Linked DNA regions of Mus musculus: region 2 is linked to region 1. The links are chromatin contacts, called in public HiChIP or PLAC-seq maps. All regions are on one chromosome and are shown on one strand. Each heading gives the region's core, a stretch centred on a gene start, on an enhancer-like site or on the middle of the called end of the contact. The rest is flanking DNA. Distances are from core to core; before and after follow the strand shown. Region 1 has its middle 22 kb from the start of Cdk19. Region 2 has its middle 47 kb from the start of Slc22a16.

What was found. HiChIP or PLAC-seq counts read pairs in DNA pulled down with a chosen protein or histone mark.
Region 2: an H3K27ac HiChIP or PLAC-seq map of hepatocytes shows a contact between it and region 1, with 6 times the contacts expected there. The contact joins two enhancer-like sites. A contact is called at or near these places in 3 of 15 datasets of contacts at CTCF or cohesin (the NIH/3T3 cell line, large pre-B cells and pro-B cells), 7 of 484 Hi-C or Micro-C datasets (bone marrow-derived macrophages, cochlea, cortical neurons and 2 more), 14 of 115 datasets of contacts at active chromatin or transcription factors (the 230-238 cell line, the HPC-7 cell line, T-cell acute lymphoblastic leukemia and 9 more) and 2 of 9 other capture datasets (embryonic stem cells and embryonic trunk).

What each region holds. Positions count from the first base shown.
Region 1 is chr10:40,323,530-40,331,042 of GRCm38.p6, reverse strand. No RefSeq gene overlaps it. Among named protein-coding and RNA genes, the nearest start is that of Cdk19, 22 kb to the left of the region's middle. Within about 2 kb of position 2,697, at least 68 of the 459 cell types and tissues checked have an H3K27ac peak or open chromatin away from gene starts, as enhancers often do. A contact at or near this core is called in the HPC-7 cell line and hepatocytes, where this site is marked.
Region 2 is chr10:40,520,051-40,527,563 of GRCm38.p6, reverse strand. No RefSeq gene overlaps it. Among named protein-coding and RNA genes, the nearest start is that of Slc22a16, 47 kb to the left of the region's middle. Within about 2 kb of position 2,968, at least 83 of the 459 cell types and tissues checked have an H3K27ac peak or open chromatin away from gene starts, as enhancers often do. A contact at or near this core is called in the HPC-7 cell line and hepatocytes, where this site is marked.

The sequences.
Region 1 (7,513 bases), core at 1,448-3,947:
CTGATTCCGATTTTGAAAGACCCTCTACTATGAATAAAATGTACAATATCACATGCTATAACAAAATCTTTCATTAAAGAAAAAAAGTGACCAAGCCAGCTCAATTACTCAATGGGGTCTTCAGGGAGGGTGTGAGAATTGATAAGAAAAAGACAATTAGACAGCACTATAACGTGACTCCAGCCAGTGCCGAGGCAAATCTGCTTTTATATCATTTTAAGTAAGTGCAAAGAATAAGGTCAGTTCTAGGTCAAGGGACAAAGCAATAAACAAAATTAGTCAGGGAAGAAGGCAATAAATAAAGGTCCGTAGTACTCAGGGACTCATCAAGATGATCAAGATCTTAAGCCTACTTTCTTGCCCTAACCCAGTGTCAAATTCCTACCAAATTTCTAGAAACGGCTCCAAGAGCTCTCCATAAAAAAGGTCAATAGATGTGGCAAACTTTCTAAAGATGTATTTTTACTTTTTGAATCTGTTTATGACTGTGTGTCTGAACAGAGTATGTGCACATGAGTGCAGTTACCTCCAGAGCCCAGAAGAGGGCATCAGGTCCCCTAGAATTGGAGTTTGCAAAGTGGCTCTCTTGTGCAATGTATGGAAGCATCACCTGTCAATTAAAAAGCCTATGGCCAATGAGGTGAGGCAGGAATAGAAGGGGGGACTTCCAGGAGAGAGATGTAGGGGGGGAGGGGAGAAAGACTGAGAGAGACAGAGACAGAGAGACAGAGAGTGACTGAGAGAGACAGAGAGACAGAGAGAGAGAGAAAAGAGAGAAAAGTGAGATTTGCCCAGAATGCTGATGAAGATGGACACGTGAAGCTGAGGGCAGTAACCAGCCACGTGGCACTCTTAGAATAGAATAAATGTAATAATTGAGTTATGAACTAGTCAGAGAACAATCCAAAGCTTTTGGCCTAGGCAACTATTCATGAAATATTAAGTCTCTGAGTCATTATTTCGGGGAACAAAGAGGTTTTGTGGAAAAGCTGGTGGTTACAGGAGTCACAGGTGTTTCTAGCAGCCTGATGTGAACACTGGGAATTCAAGTCCTCTGTAAGAGCAATGCACTTTCTCAACTACTGAGCCATCTCTCTGCCTCAGATGTGGCAAATTTACTGCAGCTCATTTGTTAGTTTAGTTTCCATACCTGGGGATCAAATCTAGCCGTGCTAGGCAAGGGCTCAACCACTGAGCCTCATTCCTATGCTTGGTTTAATTATTTCAAGAAATTGTCTCAGCCATCCAAAACCCTCAGCATGTACTACCCTTGTCAGTCAGCAGTTTTGACACTGAAGCCAGACCCTCCACCAAAGGAAAGTTTATGCTCACTGAAGGCACAAGTAACAATGAGCACATTTTAGTTATAAGATTCTTTGTTATTGTTGTTATTGTTGTTTGAGACTGGGGAATTAGACCCCAAATTTCACACTAAGCTAAGCATATGTGCTCCCACTGAACAACTCCTGGAGTCCTAGTAAAGTTTTTTAAATTAAGGGGTAACTTAGTTAGCATTTCTATTGCTATGATGAAAGACTACAAAAATGCTAGTTGCAGAGGAAAGGGGTTTTTCACACTTCAGCAGTATTCTTCATTCACTGAAGAGGTCAGGACAGGAACTCAAACAGGGAAGGAACTGGAGGCAGGAGTTGATGCAGAGGCCATGGAGGGGTGTTGCTTACTGACTTGCTTCAACTGGTTTGCTCAGCCTTTCTTATAGAACCTAGGACTACCAGTCCAGGGATGACACCAACCAAAATGGGCAGGACCCTCCCCCATCAATCAGTAATTAAGAAAATGCCTTACACCCAGATCTTCTAGAGACAATTAAAAAAAATTCTTTATTTTATGAGCATTGGTGTTTTGTCTGCTTGTATGTCTGTGTGAGGGATTCAGATCCTGGAGCTACAGACAGATATCAGTCACCATGTGGGTGCTGGGAATTGAACTTGGGTCCTCTGAAAGAGCAACCAGTGCTGTTAACCATTGAGCCATCTCCCCAGCGCCTGAGGCATTTTTTAATTGAAGTTCCCTCCTCTCAGATAGTGTCAAGCTGACGTGAGACCAGCCAGCACACATGGTGACTATAACTTCACCAGAACCTCTTGCAGAACCAGGACTAAGTGGGACCACACCACAAGTATGGCTGCAAAGGATCTCTTGCTCCATCTTCCTTCGGTTCCTTTCTCAAAGCCTTGAAGACAGAATGGGACACTCACTGGCTTAGCTGATCTCCCTAGTGTGGTCACATCCGTCTGCTCTCTGACTTTACCACTGCTTACACATCTTATGTTGGGTTAAGTGATAGATTCTAGCCTCTGAAAACTTCTGAAGTCAGGACTTTGCCCAAAACCTCCAATAATAACAAGTTGGCTTTTGAACAAGTTTGTCTTTGGTGTGTGTGTGTATGTGTGTGTGTGTGTGTTTTCATTTGTTTGCTTGCTTGCTTGCTTGTCTTTAGAAACAGAGTCTTATGTGAATTTATTACGTAGCTCAAGACCTTACACTCAGGATCCTCCTGTCCCAGTCCTAACTGCTGGCAACACAGGCATGCCTACCTTTGTGCCTTGTAAATGAGATCTGATTGGACGATGGGGCATGGGCGTGGTCAGTGATCAGGGTTGCAGGGTAAGGACCTGTAAGGGAGTTCAGAGGACAAGCACGACTCTGTGTGTATACTAAGAAACTGGTCTGGCAACCATGTAAGCAAACCCTTGCCCGGGCCTCAGTTTGGGCCCAGGGTCCAGCTACAGTGACTCATCAGAAAGAGGCTGGTTTATTTAGAGTCAGCACTGGCTGGACAGTGGGAAACCAGCCTGCCGTTCATCTGCAGAACCCAGGCCAAGGCATGAGGACAAACATTATCTCTCTGGCTTCAGTGTCTGGACAGGAACTGCCAGTTCCCAGTAATAACTGAACGCTCTCACTAAGTTATGATAAGATAAAAAGCACACACATCGCAGTAAAGCTTAAGAGAAAGTTGTTAAGGTTAGAGGCTGTGCTTTGGGAAACTGCTTCAGCACTGCACGGCGAATGTTCACAGGCAGGAGCAAAAACTGAATTTGAAGATTGTAAAGAGAGAGCTCAGTGGTTAGAGTGCTTCAGATTCTCCCAGGTTGCTACGTCCACTCCAGTGAAGTTTGCTTGGCAGGCGGAGAGGCCTGGGAGCACTCATGAGGCAAAGAGTTTCACAGAAACTCACCTCCTGGAACTTTGATGTTCTCATAACCTGTATACTCATACCCTATCCCCAAGCTAGTCTAGTGTATGGATGCACGTGCTCTCTTTCAGTATTATTTTATTATAAGTGCCTTTTAAGATTGAATTCTGACATAGCTAAGCCTTCGCCAGTGTTCCAACGTCCCAGAAAATCCTTAAAGCTGACAAACTTGGAATTCAATAGGAATTCAGTGAGGTTACCTATTCAGTAACATTCAAATTTACTTCTAGTAGAGACTGTGAAACTAATTAGGCATTACAAAGAACAGAGCCAGAATAGCTCAGGGCTGGTCTGCAGAGTGTTTACTTGAGATAATATCCAGTCTTACCCAGACCAGGGACTTCACAATGGCCTAGTGAACAAACAGGTGGGTTCACCATATGTAAATAGTCATCTTATAATAAAATATATTAAAGGGACTGAAATGGACCTCATTAGTACAGCACCTGCCTAGTAAAGGTAGTAAAAGATCGCTGTAAAATTAGTCAATGAATAGAGGGATTTATGATATACAAAAAGTAAATTCAGATTGGATACACAGTCTCATTTGGGAGAAGTAACTACTGTTAACTCTTAAGTGTGGATCATCCAATTTTTTTCAAAATGTATGTCTTGGAGCTGCTATTGCTGGGATGGAATGCCATGACCAAAGCAACTTGGGGAGGAGAGGGTAATTCAGCTTATACTTCAGCATCAGTGAAAAAGTCAGGAAAGGAACTCAAACAGGGCAGGAACCTGGATGAAGAAACCAGGGGGCTTATTGGCTTGTTCCTCATGGCTGCTTGTCTGTTTTTTCTATCTGCCTGTCTCCTCTCAGATAGCCTGTTTTCACTCTGTGTCATGGAGATCCTGCAGCTTTGGATCTGCAGCCCCTTCACACCCTCCAGCAGTTCATAGATGGGGTAGATGTTGACGTGGGCCAACTCAAAGCACTGAGTCTGGGCCTGGGTGGTAGCTGAGTTGGTCAGACCACCAGCTGCCCTGTACCCACACCACCAGGGCCAGCTCTCCAGCATTGCCCTTTCCCACCCAGCTCTGATCAACTCTCCTCACTCAGGTCACAAGGGCTAGCTCCACTGTGCCGCCCAGGTAAGGTGCAGGGGACCCTCTGCCAAACACTGCAGCCAGTGAGGGGCAGGGCCAGCTCTTCAACCTGCTTGCTTGCTTTCTTTCTTTGTTTCTTTCTTTGTTTCTTTCTTTCTTTCTTTCTTTCTTTCTTTCTTTCTTTCCTTCTTTCTTTCTTTCCTTCTTTCTTTCTTTCTTTTAAATACTTATTTATTATTATATGTAAGTACACTGTAGCTGTCTTCAAACACCCCAGAAGAGGGCGTCAGATCTCATTACGAATGGTTGTGAGCCACCATGTGGTTGCTGGGATTTGAACTCAGGACCTTCAGAAGAGCAGTCAGTGCTCTTAACCACTGAGCCATCTCACCAACCCCTCAACCTACTTTCTTATAGAACCCAGGATCACAAGCCCAAGGATGGCTCCTTCCACAAGGGGCTGGGCTCTCTAACATCAATCACTAATTAATGCCCTGCAGGCTTGCCTTCAGCCTGATCTTATGGAAACACTTTTTTTAGATTTGTTTATTTATTTTATGTATGTGAGTACACTGTAGCTGTACAGATGGTTGTGAGCCTTCATGTGGTTGTTGGGAATTGAAACTTTAGGACCTCTGCCGTTTCCCGTCAACCTCACTCACTCAGTCCCTGCTTGTTCTGGCCCAAAGATTTATTATTACACAAAAGTACACTGTAGCTGACATCAGAAGCACCAGAAGAGGGTGTCAGATCTCATTATAGGTGGTTGTGAGCCACCATGTGGTTGCTGGGATTTGAACACAGGACCTTTGGAAGAGTAGTCAATTGTCTTACCCGCTGAGCCATCTTGCCAGCCCTGGAGGCATTTTCTTAATTGAGGCCAGATCCCTCCTCTTTGATGACTATATTGTGTCAAGTTGACATAAAACTGTCCTGCACAATGTATATCTAAAAATCAAGTATAAAACTTTGGGGAAGGTGGTGGGAGGTAGCTGCGTTAGTAAAGTGTTGCGGCCGCCAGCAGCTCGCAACATGAACGGTTTGACTGAGAAGGCTACTCGAGCTGTAAGAGAGGAATCTAGACGGGGCGAAAGAAGAAACGGAGCCAAGACAAATTCATTCTGATCAAAGCACAAATTTTATTGTTGGGACACTAGTTATAAAGGAAGGGGGAGGGGACCCGATTCCCGCCGAATAATCTCTGGTCCAGTAGAAAGGTGCACGTGTGTGGCTCCCCAGGTTCTAGCAGTGGGCGTGGCAGAGCAAATGAGCGGGAAGCTCCACCCCTGAGCAAGCAGGTTTCAGGCTGGGGGAGGGGAGACTACATTTCCTCCCTTTTATTAACAAAACTTAAAAAAAAAAAAGAAAAAACTGGCCTGAGGGGGGCGGGGAAATTATCTATGCTCAATAGTTCTGCCTGGAATCTAGGGCTAAAGAAAAAACCTGCTTCACTGGGATTCTTTAACTTTTCTTATGGTAAACTGTATCTGGCTTAAGACTGTCCTTTCTTAGTAAACAACTAACTGAAAGGCCTGGAGCTGCAGGCTCTGACTTTAAGATGCTAATTAGTACTTGGTAGGTAACTTTCTAGTTGACCTCCGCATTTTTGGATGATAGGTGGGAAACAGGGAGAAGGGGTTCGGCCGGCTCTGTAGTACAAAGCCAATTGGCTTTTTTATTTGGGTGGGAGGCAGTGAAGGGCTTGCCCTTTCAATAGTACGTCTCCAATCTCTCTCCCCCCTATTAATTAAGTTAAATAAGGCAGCGCTTAACTGAGGTGATCAAATGATTTTCTCATCCGTAGATGAGTGGGCTTTTAACCTTGGCTTGGGTGGACATGGACCCGATTCCTCCCCTGGGTACTGATAAGACCCACACCTGTGGCTCTTGATACCTTTTGGGGAGGTGAGGCAGAGCCGAAAAATATTTTTCATTTTTAGCCAAAATTTGGTACCAACCTTTTTCAAACCGGGTTTATCTCACAGGAAACTCAGAAATGGTCAAGCTGGACCTTCCCCTGCAGTGACTCTGCACCAAGCGATGCCCATACTGAATTTGTACGATCACAAACCAGTATGCACAGTTCTGAGTGCTGTGCAGCTCCTAAAGGAGAATTATCAACCTCAGATTTAGCAAAGCCTAAGCAAGAATTATGTCGTTAGTAACACCACGATTTGTGGCTAAAATAGGAGCTGGAAGTCGTTCCTCCTCATCCCTGTTTTTTCCACAGCCTTATTGAGCTAAGGACACCTTGCAGTAACAGCAAGGGTGAAAAGCCAGAGGTCAGCTAAGGGGCTAAGCCTGTCTATCAAAATAAAAACCAATCTTTATTAATATAGAAATATCTACTTTTCTAGCCCTCTTGGTAAACCTAATTTTTAACTCAGACTGAAAGCCACGTGCTGGAAATGTCCTTGGAAAGGAGATAACAGCAGCCACCTGTGTGCTCTAGGGGGGCGGGGATGCACATCTGCTGGTCCGCTTCGAGAATGTTGATTTACCTGCTTGAAAGACAAAATCTCAACAGTGAGAAAGTAGGAAAGTAGAACTTTTTTGGGGGAAGTCTAGGTACTTTATTTAAATGTAAATTGTAAAGCTGAGGCTAGTCTCCGGCCTCCTGTCGGGAGCTGGCTCAGAGAGTAGCTGGAGAACAGCTTTGGGAGCTTTCGCTCTCAGCTGAATTCTAAGCACAAAAGGAATTTTAGTCTTTAGAATGATACTTACCAGAAGAGTCAGAATCTGTGTTCATCTGACGAATTAATCTCTCTGGCAGCCACCGCGCTCCATCTTTATCTCGTGAAAAAACACAAACTGAGCCTCTACCCCAAATTAGAACTGGATCTGGACCCTTCCATTCATTAGTCAGGGGGTCCTTTCATTTTACCAATGCATAAGAATTAGAAGTAACTGGATGCCAGTGGCGATCCGCTGCAGACTGGCCCTTGATATCGGTGTGCAAGAAATTTAGGACAAATAAGGTGAAGGCAAGGTGGGAGGCCTGATGTCTGCACAAAGGCGGACATATCCCGCCAAATCTGTCGTTTCCTTATGCGGTTGAATCGCAGCTCGGCAAATTGCGTTAGCATTTTCATAAGCCAATTGCATAACGAAGGGACTTCCCGTGTCCGGACTTTCAAGGATTCTACTAGCTGAAATCAATAGCCTGTCCACAAAATCCTGATATGGTTCATCAGAACTCTGCCGAATGCTAGCTAAACTTCCACCAATCTCTCCTTTGACTGGCAACCT
Region 2 (7,513 bases), core at 1,719-4,218, 200 kb before region 1:
AGATAGACTTCTGTAGCCTTCAGAAGAATCTAGAACTCAGCTGTCCTGGGAAGAAGATGGTAGCAATATTTGTACTCGCTGTACTAGCAGTGTTGTGGACTACCTTCCCCGGCATCACTTTCTAAAGAGTAACTGGAAAGTCTACCTGAAATTACCTGAAGTTGTAACATTCAGACTGAAGTGTGCAGCCAAACCTTACATTTTTTTTAGAGAGACCAGAACTCCCTGGGAAGACCATGGCACACTTACAGAGAGGCGCTGTTACCCACAAAGAATGATGGCTCACCTCTCACCTAGTCTAAACAGGATCTTCCTCTGACCTCTCAGAGTGTGGTGTGTGTCCCAGGAAATTGCCAGTCCTGGGGACAAGTGACTCAGGACTGAGGAAGCTAAAGGTGGGAAGTCACTGATGGCTTTCAGCTAGGGACCACAGGGCAAAAGAAAGCTGTGATAGATCTGCACCAAGAGTAGTCCGGAACTTTTGGGGGCCGGATTGGAGTGACTGGACAGGACTACATAGAGATTCACTGTTTCAAAAGAGAAGGAGGAAGAGGAGGAGGAAGAGAGAATCTTGCCTCCCATCCTCACATTGTCTGTAAAGATTAACTAGAAAGCAGCCAGTGACTTAAACACAAGAGTCAGATTTTATAAGTCTGTAACTTTTAAAAATGTATAATTATTGGTGTGTGTGACGGGAGGGTGTGTCAAAGGACAATTGGGCAGAATCCGTTCTCTCCTTGGGTCCTGGGGATGGAACTCAGGTCACCAGGGAAATCGCCTCTACTGAGCCATCTCAGCAGTCCCAAATCTAAAAAATTTAAAGATAACTGCTCTGCCTGTTAATTTCTGAGCGATAATGTTATAATCAGTGCCTTGTGCCTTGACACAGCCCACATTTATTATCTCCCGATTCCCATGGGCCAGGCTCCTCTGCTTGGAGTCTCAATGGCTGCCATCAAGCTCCTAGACATGTGATCTCTTGATGCCACAAAGCCAGATTCTCCAGCTAGATGGGCACAGTTTCTTATGTAACAGTCATGTAATCACCGGTGCAGCCATCCGCTGTACAGCATTCTGCCTAGCAGCAAGCCACAGATCTTGCCCACAGTCGAAGCCAAAAAGCAGTAATGTAACGATGAAGAGAAGCACAGTTACCCTGCCCTGTCTGTACATGGACCCCACGGTAGAATGAAAACCTACGGAGGAGGAAACCCTGCCTCTGACTGTATTTGGCTTCTTGTCACTTTTCCTGGAGTGGTGCTGCCTGGACCCTCCCATTTACCCTGTATCCTGTATTACAAACAACCTGGAGGCAGACCAAAGTGCTTACGAGAATACAAAGAACTTGAGGGTCTGTGAAGGCCCTGGAAACAGATTCCCAGGGATCTCTAAGGAGAGCAGATAGGAGGCTTTTCTGAATGGGGAAGATGGATACAGGATCACGCAGACCATCTGTTTGCATAAAATCTTTTCTCTGTGGATGTTCCTTGGGCTCCCTGTCTGCTCCATTCTTTCCTGTGCATGGCTTTAGTTCCTCTCTTGCCCTGGCTTCTGACAGAAGGGGGAAGGAGCACACTATGGGTCAGCAGCAGCATCTCGCACACAGTTAGTTCCTGAAGTTGGGTGTAGCCGGGTTGTGCAACGGGAAATCCACAGCCTGATGGGCCTGGGAGATCCCAGCTCTCAGATCCCAGCTCTCACTTGCTGGTTAGGTGAACAGCAGCTAAGATGAAATACTTCCTACTCCCTCTCTCGTACATAACCTCAGGGCTCAGAGATAATTAAATCAGATAAAGTGAGGAAACGGCCAGGTTCACAAAATGATTAAAGATTGCTGTTATTTATAGATGATAGTAACTAGCAGTGCTGTGCTCTAAGTGGGTACGCTCAACATGAAACAGAAACGAGGAGGTCCCTGTGACAGCTATTTATTTGCATATATCGAAACACCAGGATTCTTGCTGACTGTCATAAGGATGGCTACAGCCAGGCATACATACTCTGACAATGGGCTCTTTACAGATCACCTGCAGGATGTCTCTCTGTTTGTTTGTTTTTGTTTTTCAAGACAGGGTTTCTCTGTGTAGCTCTGACTATCCTGGAATTCTCTCTGTAGACCAGACTGGCCTTGAACTCAGAAATGCTCCTGCCTCTGCCTCCCAAGTGCTGGGATTAAAGGCATGTGCCACCACTATTTTTATTATTATCATCATCGTCGTCGTCGTCATTATTAATTTTCATATACGAACAAGATAAATCTTGAGATACTTTAAGACTTTCCTTCCTATTCTGTCGAGAGTGTGGCTGCTTCACACAGGGGTGAAAATACACTAAATAAGATTTCTGTGTCTGATTATTATTAAATTAAAACGCACCAGTGTCCTCTGCGTGTAGTAACACTTTCTTCCACAAGGGGGCAGAATAAGGCTGCATATAATGTTCTTCTTAAAAGGGAAGAAGTTTGTATTACATCTTAAGAGACACTGTATTCCAGTCATTGTTTAAACTTAATTTTTTTATTTCCTACATACATGAATTAATTGTATTCTCTAAAGCAAGAGAAACGAAAATCGCAAAATCATTTGGGAAAATGTTGTTCTTAGCCGACAGCTGGTTAAATTAGCGGCTTAATTCTCTGTTTAAAAATGCTAAAAATTCATCAGCTTTTCTGGGAATCATTTCCTATAGGTCCTGAAGAGGCTTTATGGCTCTAAATTGTTCTCCATTCCTAATTCTTGGTATGCTTGCTACAGGCCATCAAGTTCATGGGTTTATTATAGCCTTGCAAATTAGTAGAAAAAATTTACTAGCTCATAAACATTTTCTCAGTTCCATCATATTCCCCGGGGCAGATCTATCGGGGATGGAAGCTGAAAGCGCTATTATTCGTAACTCATTCAGCTGAAAAGCTGGTGGCTGTTGTGCAACCAGTCTCTGGCTTACGTTCCTCTCCTCGGGCTGTGTGGATAGCACAAGTGGGGAATATATGTGTGTCCAGATGAACCCGTTGCTCAACACCTCATGCAAGAGCAGTTATGTGCACAATCTAACTTCAGCATCAAATGGTGGCCACCCTGTTCCTGGGATCTGAATGTTTGTACCTCTCAAATTTTATATAGTTGGAAAACTGAGGAGATGCCTCAGCTGGTAAAATGCTTGCCACCCAAGTATGAGGCCCCGAGGTCAATCCTCAGAACTCCTGTAAAAATGGGGATCCAAAACAGGCAGATTCCTGGGGATCACTGGCCAGCCAACCTAACCTACTTCATAAGTTTCAAGACAGTGAGGGAGATTCTGTCTCAAAAAATGAGGTGGACAGCTCTGGTGGAGAGAGAGGGTAGTGTGGGTAGTCAAAGCCTGTGCTCACATGATTCTGGGCCTACAGGAACTTCCTGTGAAGTGTCCCAAAGTCAGCCTGTGTTGAGTTGGTCCAAAAGGTGTTCAGCAGGGTTCATCCCTAAAGCCAAAATCAAGTAGGCATTCGGAGGGAGCAATCAGAGTTTGACCTTAAGACCCAAAACTGAGTGAACTCGATGGTACACATCTGTGAGACTAACACAGGAGTATTGCCATGGGGGGTGGGGGATGGGGGGTGTCTTTTGTTTCCTCCTAGACATAGAGAGAAGTCACAGACCCTCATGGCCACATGGACTAAGGACTTAAATGGTCCAAGAAGAAAATACACCATTCTAAGTGGAGAAGAAAACAGCTATTGTTTAGAAATTAGAGTTTAAAAAAAATTCCTGAATAAACAGTGGACAGCTGTTCTCAGCCTCTGCTTTTAGAGCCAATGGAAGGGGGGAGGGGGAGATATTCTTTCAAATGTGGTTTTTGTTCAGAGCCCAGATTTTCTTCTACTAATTTCCAACCCAGAATTAGGGCCTGGTCCAAAGTTTTATTTTGAAGATTATAGACAACAGCAAACTTCCATCAACCACGAAGGTCCAGACAGAGGCCGCAGCCGGCAGCTTCACCGCACAAAGGGGGAGGTGGGCAAGTCTGTGTTAAGGACAGCAAGGCTTCCACATCTTCGAGCATCAGGAAGACAGGACACTGGCCCACCCAAGCGGAAGACAGCTCTTCAAGATCATGTTTGACTTCAGCCCCTTAGTCCATGGGAAAAGCTGTCCTACAGGACCTGGGCTCTAATGAACGCTCCTCCTCTAGTAAACAAGGAAATTATAGAGGTTTCCAACCAGGATATTCATATAAAAATTACTAGCTAAGTCTTACAATTATAAAGGCAGAGGGGTAAACAGTGAGACGGATCTCTCTGTAAACAGACTTGGGGATGACCCCTTAGTTCTCCCTTGCTTCTCCGTTACTGCTCTTTGCGCCCCCCAAATACCTCTCTGTCCTTTGTAGAGGTCTTACACTGTAAGAAATCTCTCTTTCCTGGAATCTTTTTGAGTTACATACATAAACGTTGTTAACAAGAGAGAGAGCAAGATCTGAATGGTTCTCTATTTCCCGTATAATTGTTTTCTTCTCAAATATTTGATGAGAGGAGCATGACACTGGCTGATGTGTATCTTGCCACTGTGTCTATATGTCCCCGACATTCTGTGTACACAGCCTTCCCTCCCACTGTTATGCCAGAGTCAAGTCCCTGAAGGCTGTCCTGCCACCATGCAAGATGCCCTGACACACAAGGTAGTTTTAGTGCACAGCTGGGCTCCCAGAGAGCAGAAAAACTTTCTGAAGTCCAAGAAACGTACAGTGAGAAGAAATCTGGGAGGGAGTCAGTGAGGTGGAAGGCGGTCTGCACAGAGACCTGGGCCTCCGGAAAGGCGGGAGAGCTTGCATTTCCCCCTTAAACCTTTAAGGAGGAACAAACTAGCCTTCTGCATTCTGAAGAAATATAGAAAGTAGAAGAAACTTGTAGAATTTTCTGGATTCTCAGCCTCCAGTCTTCCATGGACCATGCAAAATCTTTTGAATCAAAGAACACTAAATAGCAGAGAGAGAAAAAGAGAGTTGAAAAATAATTAGCTGTATCTGAAAATTACCCACGATATGACATAAAGAGATGAAAAGATAGAAAATATGAAAAAAGGGTTAAGACCTGGACCATGATGGGAAGCGAGGCTCCTGGAGCATGATGGGAGGCTCGGACCCAGGAGCGTGATGGGAGGCTCTTCTTAATACCAACCTAGTCTCCAGGGAAGGGGAGTGATATCAGAGAAAAGGAGAGATTTGGACGAATAAAACATTAAATGAGTTTCCAGAGCTGATGTAGGCCGCAGCTCCACGCACACCAGAAACTCGGCCGACCGACATTGCACCATGAACCTGTACAACAGCCAGACTCATCATTTAAAATGCAAAGTTGCCAAACTCAAAGGGAAGATTTTAAAGGAGATAAGAAAAACAAGATAGATCTCCTACAAAGAAAACAATTGGACTGCCACCAGGCACTGCTTCAGAGCCCAGCATCCTGTGTAAGGAGAGCGACAGCGTGAGAAGAGAGAAACGGGCCTTGCACCGCTTCCAACCCCTTTTAAGAAAGAGTGGGAGACAATGAAAATTTTGAAATAAACATTATGTATGGACAAGAAAATGAGCGCTCTAAGGTAGTGCGAAGCTTAAGCTTCCTTTGGCGTTTACTCCAGGGATCCTTCTCTGTGAAAAACAGATTTAATAGGAGGTTAGCATTTCCCGAGTTGACTGACAAAGACGGGCTTCCGTGCTCCCGACGCTGGGAATTCAGGAAGCAGCTGAGTGATTGGTGGTTTACAATGTCAGAGAGCAGTAATCACAATGCGCGCCTCACTCTCAATTACTTCCAGCATTGTCTGGCTCGGAGGCTATTCTTGAGAACTGAGATGTTTTTCTAAGCCATATTGTGTAGTTTCCACGTGCTCGGCCTGACTAATGCATTAGTCACAGGTTACAACATGAGAGACTCAAGCAAATAGTCTCCATCTTTAACAACCTTGCTTCCCCAGTCCCACGGTCTCCATTCAATGTTCCCCCTGCCTATGTCTCCCAGACTCCCCTTGGCAGGAGCTATTTATTAAGCTGAACTGCCTGCCTCTGGAAACCTTTAGCTCCATGTTGTTGTTGTTTGTTGTTGTTGTTGTTTTCTTTTTAATCTCCACATTCTATCATATGTAAACCTTCACTGAACATCACTCATTCTTTGCTGGACTCTGTTGTCTCCGGTCGGATAGTGCGTGCCCCCAGCTGCCAAGAGAGCTAAGAGCAGGAGACCCAGAGCAAGCATGGCATGGAGCTGAGGCCACAGGAGAAAAGAGATCTTAAGCTATGCTTTCCGTAAGGTGGGAGAGTGTGGGATAACCCAAGAATCCGGCAAACAAATGGAGCCGTGTGTGGCTATGACTGAGATAAACGCAAAGGCTGAGGGATCGTAGCTGCCTGTGGCTTCAGGAGCCAGAGAACTGTTCTCATAAAGTAGTGACAGGACATAAGCACAAGGGACAGACTACCCACAGAACCCGACTGTACTCAGGGCCCCCAAGCGGCAATCATCAAGCCAATAAGAGAGCTAAAGGCTGGAAGAGAAGGTGGACTCTTCTAGCTCTCTGTATACTTGTATCGTCTGTCCCTTCTGTTGCGTCTGGTTCTTGTGTGTTTATCCACACAAAGGGGCCTGTACTTCTTTTAATTGGTGGCCTGAAAACACGATGACTGGAATCAGGAGAACCATGTACAATACTAACTTAGCTGTCATAGACGACCGAACTTTGAAAACTTCCCTTTTGGATTCCTGACTATTTTACGGATATAGAGGATTGGGAAAGGTCTTGAAAAGGAGTTTCAAGATCAGACTCAACCACTGGAGTCACAATTCTGTAGACTGATCACTGAGACAGGAACCACATTGACAGGGTGTGCTATGCACAGTGCCCAAGTCCTGAGGCTTTGAGGACCCCAGCCATGTTAAGTTTGATGTGGGAAAGGCACATGATCCATTTATTTATTTATTTATTTATTTATTTATTTATTTATTTATTTATATTGGAGACAGAGTTTTACTGCGTCTCTCTATATGGCTTGGAGCTCACTATGTAGACTAGGCTGGCCTTGAACTCACAGAGATCTGCCTGTTTCTGCCTTCTGACTGCTGGGTTTAAAGGTGTGCACCACCACACCTGGCTTATCTTGTTTTAGTTTGTCTCAAGTCAGGGTCTTCCTACATTGTTGAGGCTCAAATGTCTGGTCTTCTGTCTCAGTCACCCAAGTAGCTGGGACAGCAGGCATTCATCATGGTTGCCAGCTCATGTTTAAGTATGTTTTAGATATTTTTTTTTGCAACCATGTTCTATGTTGGACTTCCTGCTATAAACAAAGACATGGTGAAATTATATGTAATTATTGTATCCAAGTTATGATGGATAGATAGATAGATAGATAGATAGATAGATAGATAGATAGATACCAATGAAAAGGCAAATACCACATAGTAAACTTAAAAGAGTGCTTTTCAGGAGACTGACATTAGCAGGACTAGGTCAGTGAGACAGAAGATAGCACTAAAAAAGATCAGAAG